2 separate regions of the Hordeum vulgare genome follow, and region 2 is linked to region 1. Evidence: chromatin contacts called from public Hi-C data. All regions are on one chromosome and are shown on one strand. The core of a region is the stretch at or near the end of the contact, and the rest is flanking DNA. Distances in the headings are between cores, read along the strand shown. Region 1 has its middle 68 kb from the start of LOC123438475. Region 2 holds the start of LOC123438595 (AP-3 complex subunit delta).

Region 1 (7,372 bases), core at 3,565-6,064:
AAAAAAAAAACTGGTGTGACAAGGTAACTAATAGAAAAGAGATAAGTATGGTAATCCAGAAAGAAACAATGTCAAACACGTAAATCTAGACAAAACACTTAAATGAAGAAAATTCACCAATGCATGAAGAGCTTTAGTTGCTATATTGTTAAATGAAGGATGCATAACAACAACAAGTTAAGCACCTATGTATTTGGAGCTTTAGTTGCTAAGTTATTAAATGTGCTTAGCACCTTATCTTAGCATCCATGCATTGAAAGTTGCCTCAAGGAATGGCTCGAATGCTAGGTAGTGTTGCAGTACTACGTTAAGGCGAAGTCGCTAGAGATTTGCAGCCAATACTAAGGCCCTTCACTATGTAGACCAAAAACGATGCCAAACTTATTTTTGTTGTACTAGTACACATGCCCGTGCGTTGCAACGGGCTAAAAAATCATAAAATCTCCTCTACATGTCACTACACTGCACACCACTCATATCTAAGTGTCAAATGTTAAAAATAAAGTTCTCCTCATCATGCGTTGCCACGGGTTGAATTGTTGCTTTCTAGATCATGAAGTATTGATGTGAAGGAGCCACCCTAATGCCTTCACCGGCCTCTACTTCATCTCATAAAGTGTATTAAATTTAAGCAAATATGCACTCCAGAGTACAATTGAGTGCAATTTTTTTTTGAACTGGGCTAACCACTTTTCCAATCGACTATTCAAACTAATGTATTTGGATTCCAAATGTTGCAATTATTATCTATTTTTACGAGCAAGTACTTATTTCTTACAAGCTACGTGATGATTTCATAAGTAAGATAAAAAGCAAAAATATAGAGTTGGCCAATTTCTTAGAAAAAACATGCTGAAAACCAACAAAAAACAATGAAAATAACCATTCAAGCCAACCCAAACAGACAACCACTACCTAACGTCGCCGACATCAAACCCGGTCAAGCAAAAATGTTTTTGCCCAAATCCGCGCATGGTCGCTCTACCGAATTTGGGATAGGTCTGACCTAGCCAACTGTCTCCAACGTCGTTTCCGCTTTAACTCTCCATGACCCAATGAGAAGAAGTACTCTTCAACAATATGTCTTCACGAAGCATTACTTGCAACTATCCACGTAGAAAAACAAAGCTAGTTACCTGCCAAAAAAGAAAAGAAGAACAAAGCTAGAAAGTAATTGACAAAATATTAAATCAACTAATGGATATATAGAGCAAGGGGTGAACAACTTGTTGTGCATTCTCATCCAGTGTGTATTTATTTAGAGTCATTGACAACGATATACAATCATAGGCGAGGAAGTGTCTAAACACGCACGGGTTGCTGTGCCTTGGGTGGGTCAAATGTGAAGGAATGCTTCTGATCTAAACTTGCACAAACAAAATCTAAGAACTTGCACAAAAGGCCGCCAAATAAAGAAAATAATTAACCACACTCTCATGGGTACATGTACACGAGTTGTTGTGATGGTATTGCTCGATCAAAATTCACTATTGTATTCTAGATGTATTATCGTGGATATCAGACTACATACCTCAAGATGATGTATAAATACTCCGATTTGACTGCCTATTGAACTGGAAGAAGCAGCTCGTTGTGCCCTCACCACTATCGTCGACTCTGTGTGGGCATCTTTAGATCACTGATAGTACTGAAATCATACAATTTCAGTCATACAAGTAGTAGTATGGTTGTAAGAAAAATAGTTCCAATAACTAGAGTGAACATATATTGAACATGTAGCAGTGGGTACTAAATACTGCATGCACGGTTTAGATAAATGCAGGCGAGGGTGACAGCTTCTCCACAAACGCAGGGAGGTGCAGCTGGGCAACCACCATTGGGCAGCGGGAAGGGAAGGAATCCTGAAACCAAACCTGGATCCATCGACCGGAGCCGCCGCCGGACCAGTAGCAGGAAGCCGTGCCCTCCTTACTCTGTCTTCTCTTCTCTCCATCTCACCTCCTCTCCCTCCCTCACATTTTCTTCCCAGGAGACCGAGCCGCCATGGCCATGGTGCATCGCTGTCGTCGGCCTCCGCGTCGCCGCACTGGATCCTGACCCCATCCGTCTCTCCCCGATGTCCGCCACTTCCCCGCCTCCCGGAGCGATGCCGCCGTCGTCCTGCATCACGATTGGATCGGGAGCCGTCGCTCGATCTGAAGCCAAACATGCACAGAGGCGAAGCAACGACGCCTGGGGTGGGATTCGACGGGAATGGGTCTGTGGCGGCCGGATCTGGGCGAGGGAGTGCGGATCTGAGCGGCGACGCGCTGGGGATGCAACTACGAGCTCGGGCGTCCATGGCGGTTCCTGGTAGAGAGAAAATGGTGAGGCGGAAGAAAGAGAAGAGGGAAGAAGAAGGGGTGGGCGGCGCTGCTGGCCTGGGTAGCCGGCGAGGCTTCGTCTGGAGTTAGTCGACGACGCGAGGTCGACGGGGTCGGGCTACGACGGAGGGAGTTTGGGGTGCAGTCAAGCTTGGGAGCTCCTCTTACAAATTCTTACAAATATAGGGGCTTTTTGAAAACATGAACGTTTTCTGAGATTCACTTATGAAGGGACTGCGGGTTGAATGTCATAAATAATAAGGGCTTTTTTTGTAAAAATACTTCGGTGGGTTTTCCGACGAAAGCGATAGCCTCTTTATTATTAGATAAAGATTTGGCATGGATGCCCTCCGTTTCCCAGTGGGTGAAAAAATCTATTACACGGTCCCCCGCGGCGCGATGACATGGCAGAGGCCAAGGCAGGCATGTGGGCGACGGGGGCGTCGGCGCTGTTGTACCTGTCGGAGCCGCTGCTGCTGCACATCATGGGCTTCCTCACCGACCCGCGGTCGCGGCACAACGCCTCGATGGGGTAACGCAGGATGCTGGCGGCGGAGCGGGCGACGCGGGCGGTGAGGTCCCTTTGCAGGGATCCGAGGACGCCACACTTCCTACTTCTCCCGACGTTGGGCTTCTGCTTCCCGGTGCTGGAGGGGCTCAACCTCTCCCTTGCCTCGCCCTGGAGCAGATTGACGACCCGGCAGCGACAAAGTGGAGGAAATGGGGAAGAGATTAACAGATCGTGTGAAGAGGGAGATTCTGGTAGTTGGGATAGACTTTTTTATTTTACGCATGCGGGCCTGCGCATAGCAGTGCCAAATTATCTCACATTGTGAGGAAGGTGTTCGAAGTTTTTCATCAGGCACCAACGCGTGCGTGGCACGCTTTTTTAAAATATGACATCAGCAACATAATGGAAAGCCTAAGGGCGTGACACCTCATATGAAGGGGCAAAGCAGAAGGAGGCTTGGCAAGGACCACCTCCTCAAGAAGCTACGTGTACTCGAGCAGCCGCTCTTCTGAATCACTGCTGCTAGGTGAAGTTGAGTTCACTGTGATGTTATTGCATATTTTATATGTAATATTTCTGCAAATATTTGTATTAAAATTTATTGAAGCCCTAGAAAGTAGCATTAGGGAACTACCACATACTATGGTAATTTCAGTGCGAGTTAATCTTAATTTTACACACTATTAATCCAAATCAGCTGAGACTATCCCATACACAATTCGTCATCCTCGCAGCCCCTCCTCAGAATCCCCTCGTCTCATCCGCCACACCAACGCATCCCGACATCCCCTCACTCACACCTCAACGTCGTGCCTCCACAAGACCTAGCTCACGAATTGATGAACCACATAGCTTAGAAGCAAAAGGCCGGAGAGAAACATCGAAGCTTGCCACGACAATTAAGGTATTTTTCGTCTTTTGCCCGTAGCAACTCACGGGTCTTATCCTAGTATATATATATATATTATTTACATAAAAGTTAAAAATTGTAATTCTTGCATCAAAAAAATGTTAAACATATATAGAAAATGAATTTTACATATACGAAAAATGTACATTGTGAATAAAAATTACGAAAATGTTTATACATTGTAAAAGATGGTCGTGTCATTAAAAATATATTTTAAGTTAAAAAAATAAACGTTTGAAACAAATTTGCTCAAGAAAACATTTTCTACAATCTAAAAAATGGACAGTTCCTAAGATATATATTCATCATTTTAAAAGTTTTTAATGGTATTAAATTATATTTTATATTTATTTAAAAAAGATCAAACCATATTGGATTGTAAATATTAAAAAAATTAATGAAACATTTATAATGAACATTTATATGTATAGTAAAAAATTTAAACATGTAGAGAAAATGTAGACATCAAAACATTTAGAAAATACTTATCATGCATTCGAGTAATGTTAAGCATGTGTAAAAAATGTTCCTAATGTATAAACTAAAATTCATACGTATGAAAAATGTAGATATTTGTTTAAAAACTAATTAAAACATAAAAAATGAAAATGACAAAGAAAACCAAAACCTAAAATGAAGAAAAACCCGAGTGAAACAAAAAATATGATTAAGGAAGAAAGAAACACTAATGAAAAAATAAAGAAAACTGGAGTAAATTAAGAAAGAAAGAAAAATCAAAGAACCCAATGTGGAAACAGAGAAAATGAACGCAAATACGAAGAAAGTAACAAAAACCCAAGAAAAAACAGTGCAAAAAATATAAATGAAGGTAATCGAAGGTAATCGGTGAAATAAAGTAAAACAAACGAAAATACAACAAAGAAACGAAAACAAAGGATTGATGGAGGATATAAGGATCGATTGGAGCAGTAGCAACTATAGCTAAGTGGGTGAGCCCGCTAATCTGTCGCCGGTAGGCGATTTTTATTAGCAATCAGTACAGGTGACACATAGCTCTTGCAATTCCATACGAGCTCCCTAGTCGCCGCTCGCGTGCGTCAAACAGAGCAGCTTTCGCGCAAGCCGCTGTCTGGATGGGCCAGCCCGTTCCTTGTCCTCGTTATAGCTAGCTGTTTGTAAAAATCCCCAAAAAATAAAACATCTACAAATAATCAAACTCGATACCTCACGTTATAGTATACCATTAGTGATTAAATAGTCCGGACGACAGTATAAGAACCAAATGCCGTGACAGATCCAAAAATTAAAAAACATTCGACTATTTAACATTTTTAATATACATTATTTTATTAATATACGCTGACCAATTTTCAATAAACATTGAACATTTTGGGGACATACAATGATTTTTTTATATGCATATTAACCATTTTGACAAATATATGGTGAACAGTTTTTAAATATACATTGAAATTTTTTGTGATATAAGGTGAACAAAATAAAATAAATATTGACATTTTTATGTACAATGATTTTTGTTCAAATGCACATTAAATATTTTTGCGATATACGCTGAACAATTTTGAAATGCACATTGAACGTTTTTTCGATAAACAATTCTTAAATGAGGATTCAATGTTTTTGTGATAAACGGTGAACAATTTGTGAATACACGTTTATTTTTATTGTTATAATATACGGCGAATAACTTTGAAATACACATTGAACATATTTTGATATACGCTGAACATTTTTAGATAGTTCAACATTTTCTAATTATTCATCTAAAATTTTCTTTAACCCCGTGAAGAACTTTGCATAATATACGAAAATGTAAAGAAAATATAAAAAAAGGATAAAGTCAAAACAGAAAAGAAGAAAAACGAAATCGAAATAGAAACAGAAACAGGAAAAAAAAGGGAAAAGAACAGAGTAACCGTGCGACGGTCCAAATTAGGCCGTCGGGAGCCTAGGTTCAGCGAAGGCATGTCCTTTTGAAGCTCAGGAGCGTCAAATAGGATCTGAAATTCGATACAGTGCCTGTGGGAGAAGCAATGCACACTTGCTGCAACTTTTTCCTTTTGTTTTCTTCTGCCTTTCCTTTTTCATTTTTTAAACATAGTGAATAATTGTTTAATATGCATAGGATTTTTTTAGTACATACTAACTAACTTTTATATATATTGAATATTTTTAAATACAATTCAAACTACTTTTAATGTAGAATAAACTACATATACAATTAACCTTTTTAATTTAGATTTTTTTACATAGAATGAACTTCATTTTTTACAAACTGAACTTCTTATTTACCATGAATTTTACATAGGCAGTGCCAATTTATGAACGGCAAGAACATCTCGCTCCATTTCCCACTACCCATCTAAATATTAAGTCTAATGTATGGTGATTTTCGTAAATATATGTTAATAATTTATTTGTCGTGATGAATCTTTGTGAAACTAGTGAACATACATTTTTTGACAAAAACAAATAGCAAAAAAACTCACGGACAGAAATGAAAGGAAAAAGGGAGAAGCAAAAATCACCCGAATTTTTTCAGCAGATTTGAAAGTTATTCACAATTTTTTAATTTTGTTTATGAATTTCAAATTTGTTCATGTTTCAAAATTTGTTCACAATTCAAAAAATATTCGTGGTTTGAAAAGTTGTTCACAATTCAAAAAATGTTCCAATATTAATAATTTTGTTCACTAATTTCATATTTGTCCATGTTTTAAAATTTGTTCAGAATTTGAAAAATGTTCGCGGTTCCAAAAAATGTTCACATTTTGAAAATTGATCCCATTTTCAATTTTTCTTTCGAAATTTCAAAAAATGATCATGTTTTCAAAACATGTCCTCATTTTCAAAAAGCGAATCACAATCTTAAAATTTTGTTCACGAATTTGAAATTTGAATTAGGTTTTAAAATTGGTTTACAATTCAAAAAATGATCTTTTTTCGAAATTTGTACGCAGATTCGAAAAATGTTCCTATTTTATAATTTTTATTTCGAAATTTCAAAAAAGTCTTTGTTTCAAAAAATGCTCTCATTTCAAACAAACCAATCAAAATTTTAAATATTTGTTCACTAATTAGAAATATGTTCCTGTTCTTTTAAAATGGTTCGGCTTCCATATATGTTCAGGATTTTTTCAAAATTGTTCTCAAGATTCAAAAAATGGTCATGCTTTAAAAAAGTGTTCATATTTCCAATTTTGGTCGAGTTTTTTAAAAATTGTTCTCCGTTTCGAAATATTTTTCTGAAGATTCAAAAAATGTTCGTTCTTTCAAAAAAAATCACGCTTCCAAATTTGTTCACGATTTTTCAAAATTGTTCTCGGTTTCAGACTTTGTTCTCAAGATTCAAAAAATGTTTGTCCTTTAATAAATTGCCCGCGCTTCCAAAATCTTCTTTTTTTCAAAACTGTTATTCATTTTCAAATTTTGTTCTCAAGATTCAAAAAATGTTCGTACTTTCAAAAATTGTCCGTACTTTCATATTTGTTCAGGATTTCTCTAAATTGTTCTCGGCTTCAAAATTTATACTCAAAATTCAAAAATTTATTCGTGCTTTCAAAAAAATTCAGGGTTTTTCAAAAAATTGTTTCCCTTCTCAAAGTTTTGTTCTCAAGATTCAAAGAATGTTTGCGCTTCTAAATT
Region 2 (7,372 bases), core at 1,585-4,084, 740 kb before region 1:
CACTCCTAGAAGAGGTTCGATGCTTTCTCGCCTCTTTCCTATCATTGTCAGGAGGTATTGTGCTCTTCTCTTTAGTAAGATCATGTTGCTTACTTGTCCTAGAACTTGAAGTAGAAAGGCTTCCAGTATCAGCATATATGTTCTGTACCGATTGAGAACTTGATTCGCCCATGTCCATTTTGTTGCCCATGTCTTCCAAGGACTTATCTGCAGCCTTCGGTGAACATAATGGCTTGGCATCTCTACCCATGAGCATACCACGTACAGCACCAGACAACGGGTTTTCCTTCAGAACGTTTGCACTAGTCATCATAGAACTTAGGAAATCTTCACCATCCAATTTCACTACTTTTGGTCTGGACCTCATGGCCTTCAATTTTTTCCCAGCAGATGCAGGCTGGACAGTCCCGGATTTATCCTCCATGGCACTTCCATTCTCACCAGAAAGAAGAGGATCATTGGCACAAGGGTAGTTATTTGTGTCATCCTCAGCTTTTCCTGTTGGGAGATAGTATATCCCGTGCCGTTTACGGTGCTCAAAAAGAGAAGATGAATCAACTGACACTACTGCAGGCTCATCTCTAGTCTCTACAGAATGAGAGCTGCGAGATAAGAAAGAGATCGAAGTTGACAGAATAGTATCATCTTCACTTAAAATGTCAGCAAGTTCAGACAGATTTTCTTGCAAGACAAGATCCTCGGGAAGGGAAATTTTCTTCTGGGCATTCACAGAAACAGGGCTTAATTCTCGAGAGAATACTGTTTGCATAGTCTTAATGAGCTCCATGACCCGGTTATGCTTGTTATGATCACTGACCTTCCTTTCCTTCAACTCCCAGATCTCCCTTAACAAATGGACAAAACCCATCAGGTTGCGTGCCCTCTCCAGGACCTCAACTTCCTTGGACTCAACAAGTGGCCCGACTGTTGTTTCAATCAAGTTAATGATGTAAACTATTGATTTGTTGGAAAAGGGGTCATTTTTAGCTGTGCCTGGCATAACAATTTGTTCTTCGGCAGGTTGAATTTCAGACTTACTTCCCCTACTAACAGTTTGATCAACAGCTAACTCATCAAACACTAGATCCGATCCCTTGTTTGAATCATTCGAACTCTCTACATATAAATTGCAACAGAAGATGATCACTTTAAGTACTGCCTGGATGTAGACGGCTCTCACCGGCATTGGCAAGAGGCTAGTCCTTGGCTGTGATAGTGCCTCAACAAGCTCAACAGGATCCTTGCTACATTCTATATACTCACCAGAGACCCATGCAGCAGCAGAAAGAACAGGGCATAGGAGATTGTTCCCAAGCAAAGCAGGGTCAATTAGGAGAGATCGAGCTGAACGGACAAGCTCTGGCCGTGCATCATGCACCCTAAGTCCCACATCAACAAGCTGACGACCAATCTCGTCCCCCTGCGCACAGTGCAAGCTCCTAGCCATATCTGCGAGTAGTGAGACATACCAATCAAAATCTGACACCAGCTCATATACATTGCGCCCACATGCTGTTAGGACGGCCCCAAGAATGTCATTTGCAAACTCTGGGTCTGACCTTGCGGCATGACTGACCAGCATGCCAGCAATATCCATGACATTGTTGTCATCAACCATTCCCATCATAAGGTGCAATGCCTCCCTACGGATGTTTGAGTCAGCATCACCCAGTGACAGGGTGATCACATCGCGGCTCTCATTGACAGTTGATGCATATGCTGGACCAAGCATACCAAGTGCCAAGAGCCCGAGATAACGCAGGTTAGGATCATCAGAAGCAGCAAGGAATTCCTTGACTTTCCCAATGGCGAGGCTCACAGCGGCATTATGCGCCGGCAGTGCAGTTAGCGCCGTGCGGACACACTCGAATGTCAGCGACATGGCTGAAGAACGAGTGAGGAGCTGACAGACTGGATCAACAATCCGTGCGGCTAGACGCGACTCCAGAGGAGCCAGCCTAGCAAATATCTTGAGCACCTTGATAAGCGCCCAGTTGGAGCGGGATGTGGTTAGCAGATTGTAAAGGTCAGGCGCGAGAGGCAGGAATGGGGCCACATCGGCCGGCGGCGCCGACAGCTCACAGAAGGCGGATGCAGCCGCAGTTGACGCCCGTTGGTCGGACGAAGCAAGACATGCAGCCAGCGGCTTGAAGAGGACCGGCACGCCAGTAGACGGAGAGGCGGCTATGATGCGCGCTGCGGCTGCGATAGCGCGTGGGCTGCCACGGGACAGGTGGGGCACGAGGTCGTGCGCGAGGTGTACGGCGAGGTCGGGCGCGGCGGCTGCGGCGGGGGAGGCAAGGAGCTGGAGCGCGAGGGCGCATACGTGGTGGGAGGCGGCGGCGGAAGTGGAAGGAGAGAGGTCCTTGTGGATCTGGTGGGTGGCGAGCGGCAGGAGGGAGAGCGAGGCGGGGTGGAGCGACAGCGAGGCGGCGAGGTAGGCGAGGCGCTTGTGCGGGAGGTGCGGCGAGGCGAGGAGCTCGATGGCGGGGAACGCGAGCGGGTGGGAGGCGACGGGGACAAAGTGGAGGGAGGAGAGGTAGGTGAACTTCTGGAGCGCGACGGCCTTGGTTGCCGCGTCCGGGGCGCGGATCTCACGGTGGATCTCGGAGAGGGCGCGGCCGACGGCCAACGACTCGCCGGCGGCTGAAGGGTCGGCGCGGAGGGACTTGACGAGATCGTCCAGCGAGCGCTGGAAGAGAGTGTCCACCAGCGACGGCGCCGTCGACGGGGCCGACGGGGCGGAAGCCATCGGAGGTGTGAGAAGGATGGTTGCCTGGTGGATCTGTCCTCTGTCCGTCCGCGCAGGCTAGGATCTCATTGCAACGATAAGGGCCTAGTTAGAATAGCGAAATACTAGTCGCCACCATGAGTCAAATCTAATTCCAATCTATTATACTCCACAGAGATTAATTTTAGACTTAGTACTGCCATGACCACTTCTTACATTGCTTGCTAATGCTATTATCTCCCTTTCGAATTATAAGTTGTTTCGGGTATTTAATATTAATCACATGTGGTTAGAAATGAACGAATAAATGCATTAAAACATGTCTATGCATCGTTTGATTCATAAAAAGTTAAAGCAATTTATAATTTAAAACCAAGGAAGTACTTAACTATTTGCTAGGAATATACCAAACTAAATCATGGATACCATAAGATCTTGGAAAGGTCACCTACCTGAAAACAAACTTTCAAAAGCCCTCTTTGGCCCTATAACACAGACCTCATTTTTGATATAAGGCGAAGCATGACTTTCTTCCATTTTCATTCAATATTTTGGATTCCATTTATATGTGAGACGGTTCAAGAGGATCTACTTCCAAGACCATGATGATAATATTATTGAAAAATAACTTCCTTAAACGAGTAAGCACTTCATCACCAGAGGCCGCACAATGTTGGTCAAGGCGGTCCTCACTGCAATCACGGTATATCACCTAACCTTCGTCGACATTTCGACCGAGGTCTTACAATTGATGGACAAGATAAAAAGGGCATTTATTCGGGACACACTTTAATAAAGTCTATGGTGGCAAATATAAAATAACTCCAGAGGTCATCTTCCATCCCATCACTCTTGGCTGGATGGGAGTGCTTAACATCAAGATGTATGTTTGCATTTTGTAGCTCTATTGTCCATGGTTTGAATGGAATGTCACACACTAGACTTGGGTGATTTATGTCCCAGGTTCAACTCAGCCATGAACGGGAGCATGTTTGCATCACACCCATGATATTTTTAACATCTCGTGATTCACTCCCAACTTCAACTCCACACTAACCAAGCGACGACGCCATCTCGTGGAAAATTTTGACCTCTAGGGACTACTCCGTCGACTCCCCTTTATCGTGTCCAATTCATCGGGGCGACCGCCACCAGCTTCAAGACCACCAGCTAAAAAGTTTGGGCTCCTTCTAGATGTAAGTTATTCGCTTGGCTCAACATTTAAAATCGATCTAGGGAGGCAGATCGGCTTTGCCAAGTGTGGATGGCCAAATTGTCGGCTTTGCTATTTATGCAATAGAGCTCCAAAAAATTGTCGTATTTGCTCTTTGTGCAATAGAGCTCCAAAAATTGTTGCGCATTTTGCTTCCCAATGTTGTTTCTCACTCCAAATTTGGAATATGATGAAGGATTGGCTTGTCATTCCCAACTTCACATTGAGCTCTTCCGGTACATAAACTAAAGAAAAAGGTGGAGGAGCTCAATGTGAAGTTGGGGAGAATTGCCAACTCCTCCACCTTCTTTAGTTTATGAATTTCAGCCATAGACGATTGGTATCGTCCCTAGATATATCTGACCAATCGATCATATTTCACAGCTCCTCCACCTTCTTATTTAGTTTATAAGTTTCAGCCCGTACACTGTCAAACCTGATGTTACCCCCGATGGTCCATGGAAGAGGCCACTGACACAAGCTTCTCGTCAAGTTGCGGCACCATACCCATAAGGTTTAGAGACCCCCAATATGTCTCAGGGTGGGCATTCGGCATAAACCGAAAAATTGATTTCTACCATTCGGTTTTTCAAAAATTAGGTTTTCAAATTTACTAACCGAAAAATTCAACCCAAAGAGCTAACCGAATCTTCGGTAAACCGACTATTTCGGTTCGGTTTGGGGTTTACACCGAAAAGCATTGCTTTAAGAAATTTGCGCTCACCGCGGCTGGTGCAACCTCCTATATAGCCGAAGCTCTGTGCCCCATTTGCTTCGTCCAAGCGAGGTGGGACTACACACTCGCATACGACCTGATTTCTGTGCATGTGGTTGGCCCACAGCCCACGAAAGTGACGTCCATGATCTCTTTGCTGATTGTACGGGCTGAATTGTCAAGCTCTGTTTAGTAGAACACCCAGGCCTACTTTGCGTATAAATTTCTCAACACAAAACAAAAAACTTAGCATACAGAAGTGGTTGGTTGCGTGTGTACGGGAAAATGAGAAGCGCTCTTCGTCCAGACTACGAGAGGCCGAGAGAGTTCAATCCCAGTACGTCTCACAGGTCCAGTTCGGTGTTATTTCAATCAACGGAGCTAAGAACTGAATGAACCGAAGTTAGTTCGGTTATTGCAAGTAGAAACCAAAATTGTTTATACTAAAAGGTTTCGACTTTGGTCCGGCGTTTGGTTTGTCGGTTTTTGTGCCCACCCCTAAATATGTCTGCGCCTAAGACTTAAACTCCTCATATGTGTTCCACATTGATTCATACCTAAACAACCAAGGTGGCCTAGGCCCTGATAATTGTTAAGGAGCACACACCCTATATACATAAGAAGTTCATCCCCACTACTCTATTTTTATCTTCACATGTAGACTATCCACATCATCAAGATGGCCCCGTGTGTAAGAACAATCCCCTGCTAGCCTATGTAGCATGCCATATCATCAAAACCTTCCTTGTTTTTTTCTCTACACTAAAGGCACCCACGAGCTGTTGGCCTCCTCCGCTTCCCCTCCATGTTAGAGCATCTCCAGCCGTTCGCCCCCCTCCCAGGGGCTTGAATTAGCGCCGCCTGGGGGCGTGCCGGTGAAAAAATTGACGTGGGGGGGCTAGGGTTTCCAGTCGCCCCCCCCCCCCCAGCCGCCGATTTTGGCCCACTTTCGGCGCAAAGTTGGACAAATTTTGGCCCATATTCGGCGTGCTTCAGCAAAAATTCAATAGATTCTTATTTTTTATCAGATAGTACATCACAGAAATCCATACAAATCAATAGATATCAAAATAGTTCAACAAATAAGAACTCATAATTCATCACACATTCAGCTAGGTGTTGCCCTCGAGCCTCCATAGGTACTCCACCAAATCGTGTTGCAATTGTTGATGCATTTGTGGGTCTCGTATCTCCTAACACATGTTGAGGACGACGGTCTAGGTTGCCAGTGGCTGGTGATCAACTTGGGGAATAGGACCCTGCCTATAATATGGTTCAGTGTCAAACACTGGATCTTCCTGCTCGCTCTCAATTATCATGTTGTGCAAGATGACACAGCAAGCCATGACTTCCCACATTTGATCTTTCGACCAGGTCTGAGTGGGTTACCGGACAACAACAAATCGATATTGGAGAACACCAAATGCCTGCTCGACATCCTTCCTACAAACCTCTTAACACTTGGCAAAGTAGGAGTTCTTGCCTCCTGGCAGAGGGTTTGAGATAGTATTCATGAATGTGGACCATCTCGGATAGATGCCATCTGCTAGGTAGTATCCCTTGGTGAAGTGGCAACCATTAACCTCGATGTTCATCGGAGGAGCATGACCTTCAACAAGCTTGGCAAAGACATTCGAGCACTACAATATGTTGATGTCATTATGAGTTCCTCGCATACCAAAGAAGGAGTGCCAAATCCAGAGATTATGGGTGGCCACTACCTCAAGTACCACACTTGCAAGAGCATTTGGCGCATTTTGTACCTCCCCTGCCAAGCAAATGGACATTTTTTTCATTTCCAATGCATGCTGTCGATACTTCCAAGCATCCCAGGAAATCCTCTTGCTGCATTCTGTGCTAGGATTTGAGTAGTGTCTTCAGCATTGGGTGATCGCAAGTATTGAGGTCCAAACACTGCCACCACTGCCCTCGAGAACTTGTAAAAACACTCAATGGTGGTGGACTCGACCATGTGTCCATAGTCTTCCAATATATCACCGGGAGCTCCGTATGGAAGCATCCTCATAGGTGTCGTGCACTTCTGGTGTGAGGTGAATCCAAGTGTGTCGGTGCAATCCTTCTTGCACTGGAAGTAGGTGTAGAACTCCCTGATGGAATTCATAATCCCGAGGAAGAGCTTTCGACTCATCTGATAACAGCGCCGAAATACTTTCTCGCTGTAAATACTCATCTGATAACAGTGGAGTGTCAAAGAAGTAGTCGGCCTAGAGCAAGCTATAACCTTCCAATCGATGTCTCTGCTTTCCCTTGAGCCAACCCAGCGTCAAGCCACCTCGCCGCGGCTTTGTGTTTCTCGTGAACAGGCCAGCCAGAGTGGCGAGGATCATGAGGTGCTCTTCGTCCTGGACGTCGGTATCGATGTCCTCCTCCAGCAGCACCACAAATGCCTCCTCGTCGGAGTCCATTGCCGAGACAAATCACCAAACACCTGGCGGGCGTGGTAGGCGCGTAGCCGCCCGTATCCTCGCTTGCGTGGCCGGAGCGCCGGAAAAGCTCGCCCAGAAGCAGGGGGGCGATGCCGCGGCGAACACTCTCTTTCTTGGCGGGGAGATGGCCTTTCTAGCGGCGGTAGGCAGGTGGACGACACCGGGATCGACACGACGGCGAAAGGTGTAGTGCATGCGGGGGGAGAATCTAGAGGCGGAAAAGCATTTTTTGCCTAACAGTGGTGGACGACGCATCGTTTTCCCTT

The links. A called contact is a pair of places that touch in the nucleus more often than the background predicts.
Region 2: a contact with region 1 is called in a Hi-C map of seedling, with 5 times the contacts expected there. The contact joins the promoter of LOC123438595 here to the enhancer-like site in region 1. A contact is called at or near these places in 2 of 6 Hi-C or Micro-C datasets (leaf and seedling).

The regions. Positions count from the first base shown.
Region 1 is chr1H:376,875,218-376,882,589 of MorexV3_pseudomolecules_assembly, reverse strand. No RefSeq gene overlaps it. Among protein-coding and RNA genes, the nearest start is that of LOC123438475, 68 kb to the right of the region's middle. Within about 2 kb of position 4,814, at least 3 of the 3 cell types and tissues checked have open chromatin away from gene starts, as enhancers often do. A contact at or near this core is called in leaf and seedling, where this site is marked.
Region 2 is chr1H:377,614,489-377,621,860 of MorexV3_pseudomolecules_assembly, reverse strand. LOC123438595 (AP-3 complex subunit delta) reads right to left here and starts at 2,834. Exons shown (of 1, transcript XM_045115790.1): 1 at 1-2,834. The coding sequence starts at 2,752.